Regions from separate parts of the Triticum aestivum genome. Here region 1 is linked to region 2. A link is a contact called in public Hi-C data. All regions are on one chromosome and are shown on one strand. The core of a region is the stretch at or near the end of the contact, and the rest is flanking DNA. Distances in the headings are between cores, read along the strand shown. Region 1 holds the start of LOC123180995 (probable leucine-rich repeat receptor-like protein kinase At1g35710). Region 2 has its middle 110 kb from the start of LOC123180995.

Evidence for each region. A called contact is a pair of places that touch in the nucleus more often than the background predicts.
Region 1: a contact with region 2 is called in a Hi-C map of leaf, with 3 times the contacts expected there. The contact joins the promoter of LOC123180995 here to the enhancer-like site in region 2. A contact is called at or near these places in 4 of 5 Hi-C or Micro-C datasets (leaf and root).

Annotation. Positions count from the first base shown.
Region 1 is chr1D:205,987,012-205,990,567 of IWGSC CS RefSeq v2.1, reverse strand. LOC123180995 (probable leucine-rich repeat receptor-like protein kinase At1g35710) reads right to left here and starts at 2,294. Exons shown (of 2, transcript XM_044593200.1): 1 at 1-2,294. The coding sequence starts at 2,089.
Region 2 is chr1D:205,875,453-205,879,064 of IWGSC CS RefSeq v2.1, reverse strand. No RefSeq gene overlaps it. Among protein-coding and RNA genes, the nearest start is that of LOC123180995, 110 kb to the left of the region's middle. Within about 2 kb of position 1,349, at least 7 of the 8 cell types and tissues checked have an H3K27ac peak or open chromatin away from gene starts, as enhancers often do. A contact at or near this core is called in leaf and root, where this site is marked.

The sequences.
Region 1 (3,556 bases), core at 1,045-3,544, 110 kb before region 2:
TGTTGCCCAAATTTGCCGGAATTGACCCCGAGAGGGCATTATGGCTAAGATTGAGACTGAATAAGAGGCTGAGCTGGCCCAGCTCAGGTGGAACACTTCCTGTGAGATTATTCTCAGCCAAGCTGAGGTCCTGCAAGCTTGCCATGCTCCCAAACGCCGCTGGAATGCCACCCGATAAACCATTGCCGTCCATGTGCAGGCGGGTGATGTTGGTGCATTTTCCCCAATCGGAAGAGAGCCGGCCGGTCAGTTCGCTCCCAGAGACGTCCAGGTAGTCCAATCTGGGGTGGACACCGAACGCCTCTGAGATGTCTCCGGTGAAGTGGTTCCCTTCCAACCGCACCCGGAACAGATTTGTGCAGTTCTTGAGGCACGGTGGTAGCGTGCCGCTGAAGTTGTTGTGGTTCGCCGTGAAGTTCTGCAGCACGAGGCCATCACATAGTCTCTGCGGCAGTTCGCCGGAGAAGCTGTTGTTCGCAAAGCTTGCGTCGGTCAAGCTCAGCCCCTTCCCGAGGTCCGGTGGTATGGTACCACTGAAGTTGTTGTCGAACAGGGCAAGGTATTGAAGATTTCTGAGCGATGTAATGGTGGCGGGCAGCTCGCCTTCCAAATTGTTGGTGTTGACGTCCAAGACTTCCAACGCCGTCATGTTGCCAATCTCCAGCGGGATCGTGCCGGTAAACTTGTTGAAGAAGAGCGCCAGCCTCTTGAGCTTCGTGAGCTTACCGAACGAGCTGGGGATCGGCCCCGTGAGAGAGTTCACCGACAAATCCAACTGACTCAGGCTCACCAGCTCGCCGAGCTCTGCTGGGATAGAGCCTGTAAGGTTGTTGCTGAAGAGATACAAGATATCCAACTTGGTTGCCTTGCCGAGCTCCGGCGGAACCTTCCCAGTGAACGAGTTGTTCTGCCCTTGGAATGATATAAGCTCTGGCCAGTTCGTGAACAAATCTGCCGGAACCTGACCGGCGAGTTTGTTTGACGATATGCCAAACTCCCGCATTTTGCGCATCCTGGCGAACGCCGGCGGCAGGACACCCGTGAGCTGGTTCATGGACAGCTCCATCAAATTGAGATTGCTAAGGTTGCCCAGCTGCGGTGGAATAGTGGAATTCAACCCGGCGCTCTTGAGGTCAAGGCGTTGCAGCATTTGGAGCCGGCCAAGAGCCGGCGGGATCGGCCCGCCGAGCGGGTTGATCCCGAGTTCAAGAACTCTCAGCTGGGAAATGGACCCAAGGAAATCGGGGACTCCTCCGGTCAGATTATTGTTTAAAACCCGCAGGTCCCGGAGATTCCTCAGCTTCGACAGCGACGGCGGTATCCGCCCGGAGAAAGCATTGATGGACAGGTTGAGGTACATGAGGTTGGGGAGCTTCTCGGCCAGGGAGCCCGGTATCGGCCCGGAGAAATTGTTCTGCGACAGGTCGAGGTAGGTGACGTTGGCGCTCTTGAGGATGAACTCCGGGAAGCCGCCGGTGAGGTAGTTGAGGTAGAGCGACATGAAGGTGACGGTGGGCATCGGCGATAACTTGCGGTAGTCCGGGTCGGTGAGGAAGTTGGATCCCAGATCGAAATGCTGGATCCTGGGGAGCCTGCTTAGCTGGTGGGGGATGGCTTCGGCGAGGTTGTTGTTGTAGAGGCGGAGCTCGACGAGGCCGGAGAGGTCGGCGAGCTGCGGCGGGATGGAGCCGTTGAAGCTGTTGCTGCCGAGGTCGAGCCTGGCGAGGGAGCGCAGGCGCGAGAGGCCCGGCGGGATGGCGCCGATGAAGTTGTTCCCGTTGAGGTCGAGCGCGGCGAGGGCCGGGAGCGCCGCGGCGTCGAGCTTGTCGAGCGTGCCGGCGAGGCCGAGCCCCCGGAGCGCGAGCGAGTCGACGCGGCCGGCGGCGTCGCAGGACACGCCCTTCCAGGAGGAGCAGAGGCCCGCGGGCTTGGCCCAGGTGGCGAGCGCGTCCGGGAGCGGGCGGTCGAGGCTGGCCTTCCAGGCCAGCAGCGCCTCGGCCTCCGTCGCGGCATTGGCGGCGCCGGCGGAGAGCAGGAGGACGACGAGGAGCGGGAGGAGGATGAGGGCTCGTGCGCCTGGCGTCGGCATTGGCTGGCGCGCCGTCGGTATGGCAGACGGGGAGGGACCTCCGGCGAGAGGAGGGGGGATTTCAGCTCGCGGCGCGGCTGGTCAGTGGGACGCGGGTTGACTCGAGTAGACAAGTACTGCTACTAGTACGGCGTCCATGTGTGTGGTTGGGTGGTGCGGTGCGGTGCGAGTGTGTGTGGGGAAGCGGGGTACGGCGACTTGGAGGCATCGTCGTCGCGTACCGGAATTCCAGCGGCGAGAAAGGAGGGTTTCAGGGCCGACAGCCTGTGCTTTGCTTGTCCATGATACCAGCGGCTTGCCGTGCTTTGACCTCTTTTTTTTTGTTCGATGTAAAAATGCAGTGCTTTGACTTGAATAAGATGGCCCGGCATATCATGGTGGACGATTCCATTCCTCTTACCAGAATAGTTGATTGATCCATCGTGATCGCGGTCCATTCCAAGCCGGTCTGGATTCATTAGCCGCAAATTTAGAAGTTGGACCGTGAGCTGCTGCCGGACGGTGACAACCGCCGGGGGTTCCTCCTTTCGCCACCCTGTCCGTCCGTCCGTGCCTCATCCATGCCGCGGGTTCAGTTTTCAGTAGCTGCACTCCAAACTTGTAGTACAATAACTTGTAGGGAAATAACTAAATCATACAAAAACTAAAAAACCACAGAAAAATGGTACACTAACTTAACTAACAGCATGTTTTGGTACAATTTCCGTCAATTATAACGGTGCACGGTCCGTCGCTCTTAACTGCTGCTACGTTGCCCTTTTGATCTCCCTCTGTCCTATGTGGGTCCCAGTCGTCAGTGAGACAGAGAAATAAAGAAACGAAAAAACAAGGCGATGGTGCCAGCCTTATTTTGGATTGAGTTAATTACAGTACAATAACTTGTAGGGAAATAACAAAATCATACAAAAACTAAAAAAACCTCAGAAAAATGGTACACTAACTTAACTAACAGCACGTTTTGGTACAATTTTCGTCAATTATAACGGTGCACGGTCTGTCGCTCTTAACTGCCGCTACGTTGCCCTTTTGATCTCCCTCTGTCCTATGTGGGTCCCAGTCGTCAGTGGGACAGAGAAATAAAGAAACGAAAAAACAAGGCGATGGTGCCAGCCTTATTTTGGATTGAGTTAATTACATGTGCAGTACAATAACTTGTAGGGAAATAACTAAATCATACAAAAACTAAAAAAACCCAGAAAAATGGTACACTAACTTAACTAACAGCACGTTTTGGTACAATTTCCGTCAATTATAACGGTGCACGGTCTGTCGCTGTTAACTGCCGCTACGTTGCCCTTTTGATCTCCCTCTGTCCTATGGCTCCACGCCATTCACCATGTATAAATCGAGGCAAATAACTTTGTATACTTACAGCTTCAGACACGTGCTGGCCTTGTTCGGTTGTTTTCGTTTTTTAGTATTCTTTTTGTTTCGTTTTATCTTTTTTCAGATCTTGGGATTCTTCGT
Region 2 (3,612 bases), core at 100-2,599:
CTAGACAGTTGCACCAAACATGGTACTTTCCCTAATATGCATTACAGTTTTTCTTATATAGATTAAAAGGGACAAGTTATTTCCTTTTATATTTAGAGGGTAGAAATTTACTTTTCGGGCCGGACGCTCGGGAGCACTAGGGAGCAGCCTGCCATTCCCGAGACGTGTCCTTGAACATATGCAGGTCCATTGGAATGCACTATGTAGGTCCTTCCACTGGTTTTAGGAACCATCTAGAAATTTTTGGATGCTTTTTTGTTTCCTTTCAGCTTTTTTCTAGTTTATTTTTTGATTTTTCCTATTTTTCTCTTTGATGTTCTTGTTCCTTTAAAATTTAACTTTTTCATGATTTTTTAAATATACAAACTTTTAGAATTCAGGAACTTTTGCTGATTCGCAATTTGTTTTCAGTTTCTGGATTTTTCCAAATTTTGTGAGCTTTTTCCAATACAATGCATAATTTTTCAAATTCGTGAACATCTTTGCATTTGTGATATTTTAATGCGATGACATATTTTTTTCAAATTTGCGAGCATATTGTTCTAAATCCAATAACATATATGATTTCACCAGATTTAAAAATAATAATAATAAATAGGCTAATTTTTCTCTAAGAACACATACCACTTGTAGCTAGATACGAACGATGCCAAGCGAGTGGGAGTCGAGCGAGCGTTACTGGCGTGAGGTCATTTGGGCTAGGCCCATATATACGTTGTTGTGCAAGGCGGCGTCAAAGCTGGCCAAACGGGCTGGGCCTGGCATGCAGGCCCGCGAGCACACTGGCATGACACGTGATGGGCCAGGCCCGGCACGCTCTAATCGAGTCGTGTCAGGCACGCAGCACACCTTGGGCCATTCCTGTGCCTGAATGCTGGGCACGTGGGCCGGCACAGATGGCCCGCTTACATTTTTTATTTTTTATTTAGATAGGTAAAACTATGTCTACCATAGCTTGCCACAGAACTAGTTAAGGGTCACTAAACTTTTAACGATTTAAAAGTTATCAAAAATATGAAATAAATATGGGAGCATCTCTTTAATGTAATAAGATGATCCAACGGAGGGATTGTCAAAATATGCATCTATGTGTTCTCGGCAAAAATAATAAGCATTTCAGCTTACTGCGACATAAATATATGTTGAACTATTTGTTTTTTTGTCCAGGGCACATACAGTCGTATTTTTTAATCCCTCTATTGAATCATGTTATATTATAGATGTGTTGGTTCAGTATTTTTTTCATAATATATATATATATGGCATAAGAAACAACCCAACAAGCCGAAATCGGCCCAAATAACAACCTATCAGGCCAACAACCTAGCAGGCCAGCGTGCCTGGCGTGCCGTTGGGCCGGCCCGCATAGCTCCTGGACCGTGCCTGGGCTGGAGGGGGCAGCACATGGTCCCGGCTAATAATCGTGCCGTGCCAAGCATGATTAAGATAGGCCGGGCCGACCCGTTTGGCTAGCTCTGGGCGGCGTGTTAAGCGCCGAAGGGGAGCTCCTATGTGACGCTCTTTGTGTTGAAGAGTCGACGTTTTGCACAGGGGTGGCTCAACTAGGCTGGCCCATTTGGCTTTCGCGAGGTAAAAACGTGAAAAAAGGAACGCGCTTGAGCTGGGATTCAAACCTGTGATTTCATAGTGTTGCGGGAGCTGAGCTAGCCGCTATGACCAGCTTGCTCTCGTGCTTCATGGGCGCCACAAATCTATAAAAAGAAAACGATGACGATAAAAACTTAACACTTGCTCAAATATACCAAAGACTAAAGTACCACTCGGAGGATCGAAACGAGCACCTCCTGTTAGGGAACTACTAGGTCGGTAGCCACTATAATTCTTGGAAATTTGTGTCAAAAATTGCAGCCCGCTGTATATTAACTATAAGCTGCAACCGATTTAAGCTTTTTTGAAATATCGAACTGGATTTTCTTGGTGAAAAAGGTAAATATTTTTTGAAATGAGAAAGTTTTTCATATTTTGAACAATTTTTTAAAACCTCAAACATTTCAGGAAAATAGAAAAATTAGGACAACGCTAACGCCCACACGTGTGGTGGAAGCCAAACCCGCCCACACGCTCTATAGCACACAGACTATGCCATGTCACCGCATGCATGCATGTGAAAATCTTTTTGGTTTTTCTGTTTTTAAAATGTTTTATCTCCTAAATGAAAAGTCCGATTAAAGATCCGTTTTCACCATTAAATCCCTCGCGACGAGATCTTCGAAACTAGATCTCATATCTATTTCGACGAATTTTTTTGGGTTAAAAGTTGCCGTGTCTATTGCACATGAATTGCCATCATGTTTACACTGAAGTTGCCATGATATGTTTTAGCTATTTTCTTCTATATTTAAAACTAAATTTTGACATATTATAAAACGGGAAATTAAGAAACTAGACTTGCCATGCACCATAAATTAAAATTTTCATGATACATGCACTTAAAATTGCCATGGTTCATACGAAAAAATATTTTCATGATCAAAGTACTGGAATTGCCATCATCGAAAAACTAAAATTGCCATGATCTACAAACTAAAATTGCCACATGGCAACTTTAGTTTAAGCACTATGGCAACTACAGTGTAAATATCATGGCAACTTTTGGGCAAATTTTTTTTTCGTCGAAACATATCAACATGGGGGCTAGTTTTGAAGATCCCGTCGAGACGGATTTAATGGTGAAAACGGATTTTTAATTCGCTTTTTTAATTAGGAGATAAAATATTTTTAAGCCAAAACCAAAAAGATTTCTGCTGATGTCATTTATTCATACGTGGCAAAATGAGTGGTGATGAAGGCGTGTGGGCGATGTGCAAACGCACACACGTGTGGGCATTAGTTTTTCCGAAAAATTATTTGGGATTCTCAACATATTTTCTTCCAAAAAAGGAAAGAAATTGCAAGCAGAACATTTTATGAAATTACAAACAATTTTGTAAAAAAACACAAACAAATTTTGAAAAACAGGAACTAAAATTGAAAACGAGAACATTTCTTAAAATTACGAACAATTAATCCAAACTCGATTTTTTTTTCAAAATTCCATAAATTTTTTTGTAAACATGAACAATTTTTGAATTTACGAACAAATTTCGAAAGCTGTAACATTATTAGAAATTCCGAACCATTTTTTATGTTTGTGAATAAAAAAATTGAACATTTTTTAAATCCGCAGGACTTTTTTTTAATTTGAGAACAAATTTTGAAAACACGAAAGTTTTCAAATTCTTGAACAAAACTAGTGTGGGAACATTTTTTGAAGTTTCTGAGCATTTTAGAATTTGAAAAAAAATATTCAAAACATGAATATTTTTAAAATTTGTTATCAAAATTTCGAAAATGGGAACATTTTGTGGCAAAAGGTTAGAATTTGTGAACAAAAATTTAAAATACAACGAATTTTTAAATTGCTGAACTTTTCTTGAAAAAAAAAGAAACTTGAAAAATAAAATAAAATAAAAAGAGAAAAAAGAAAAAAAAGAAAAATAAAAGATAAAAGATAAATGAAAAACGAAAAAATAAAAAGGAGTAAAATAGAAATGAAAAAAAAACCCTATTCAGGTACCTTCTAGAAGGTTTCCAAAACTGAAAAAAAAACGG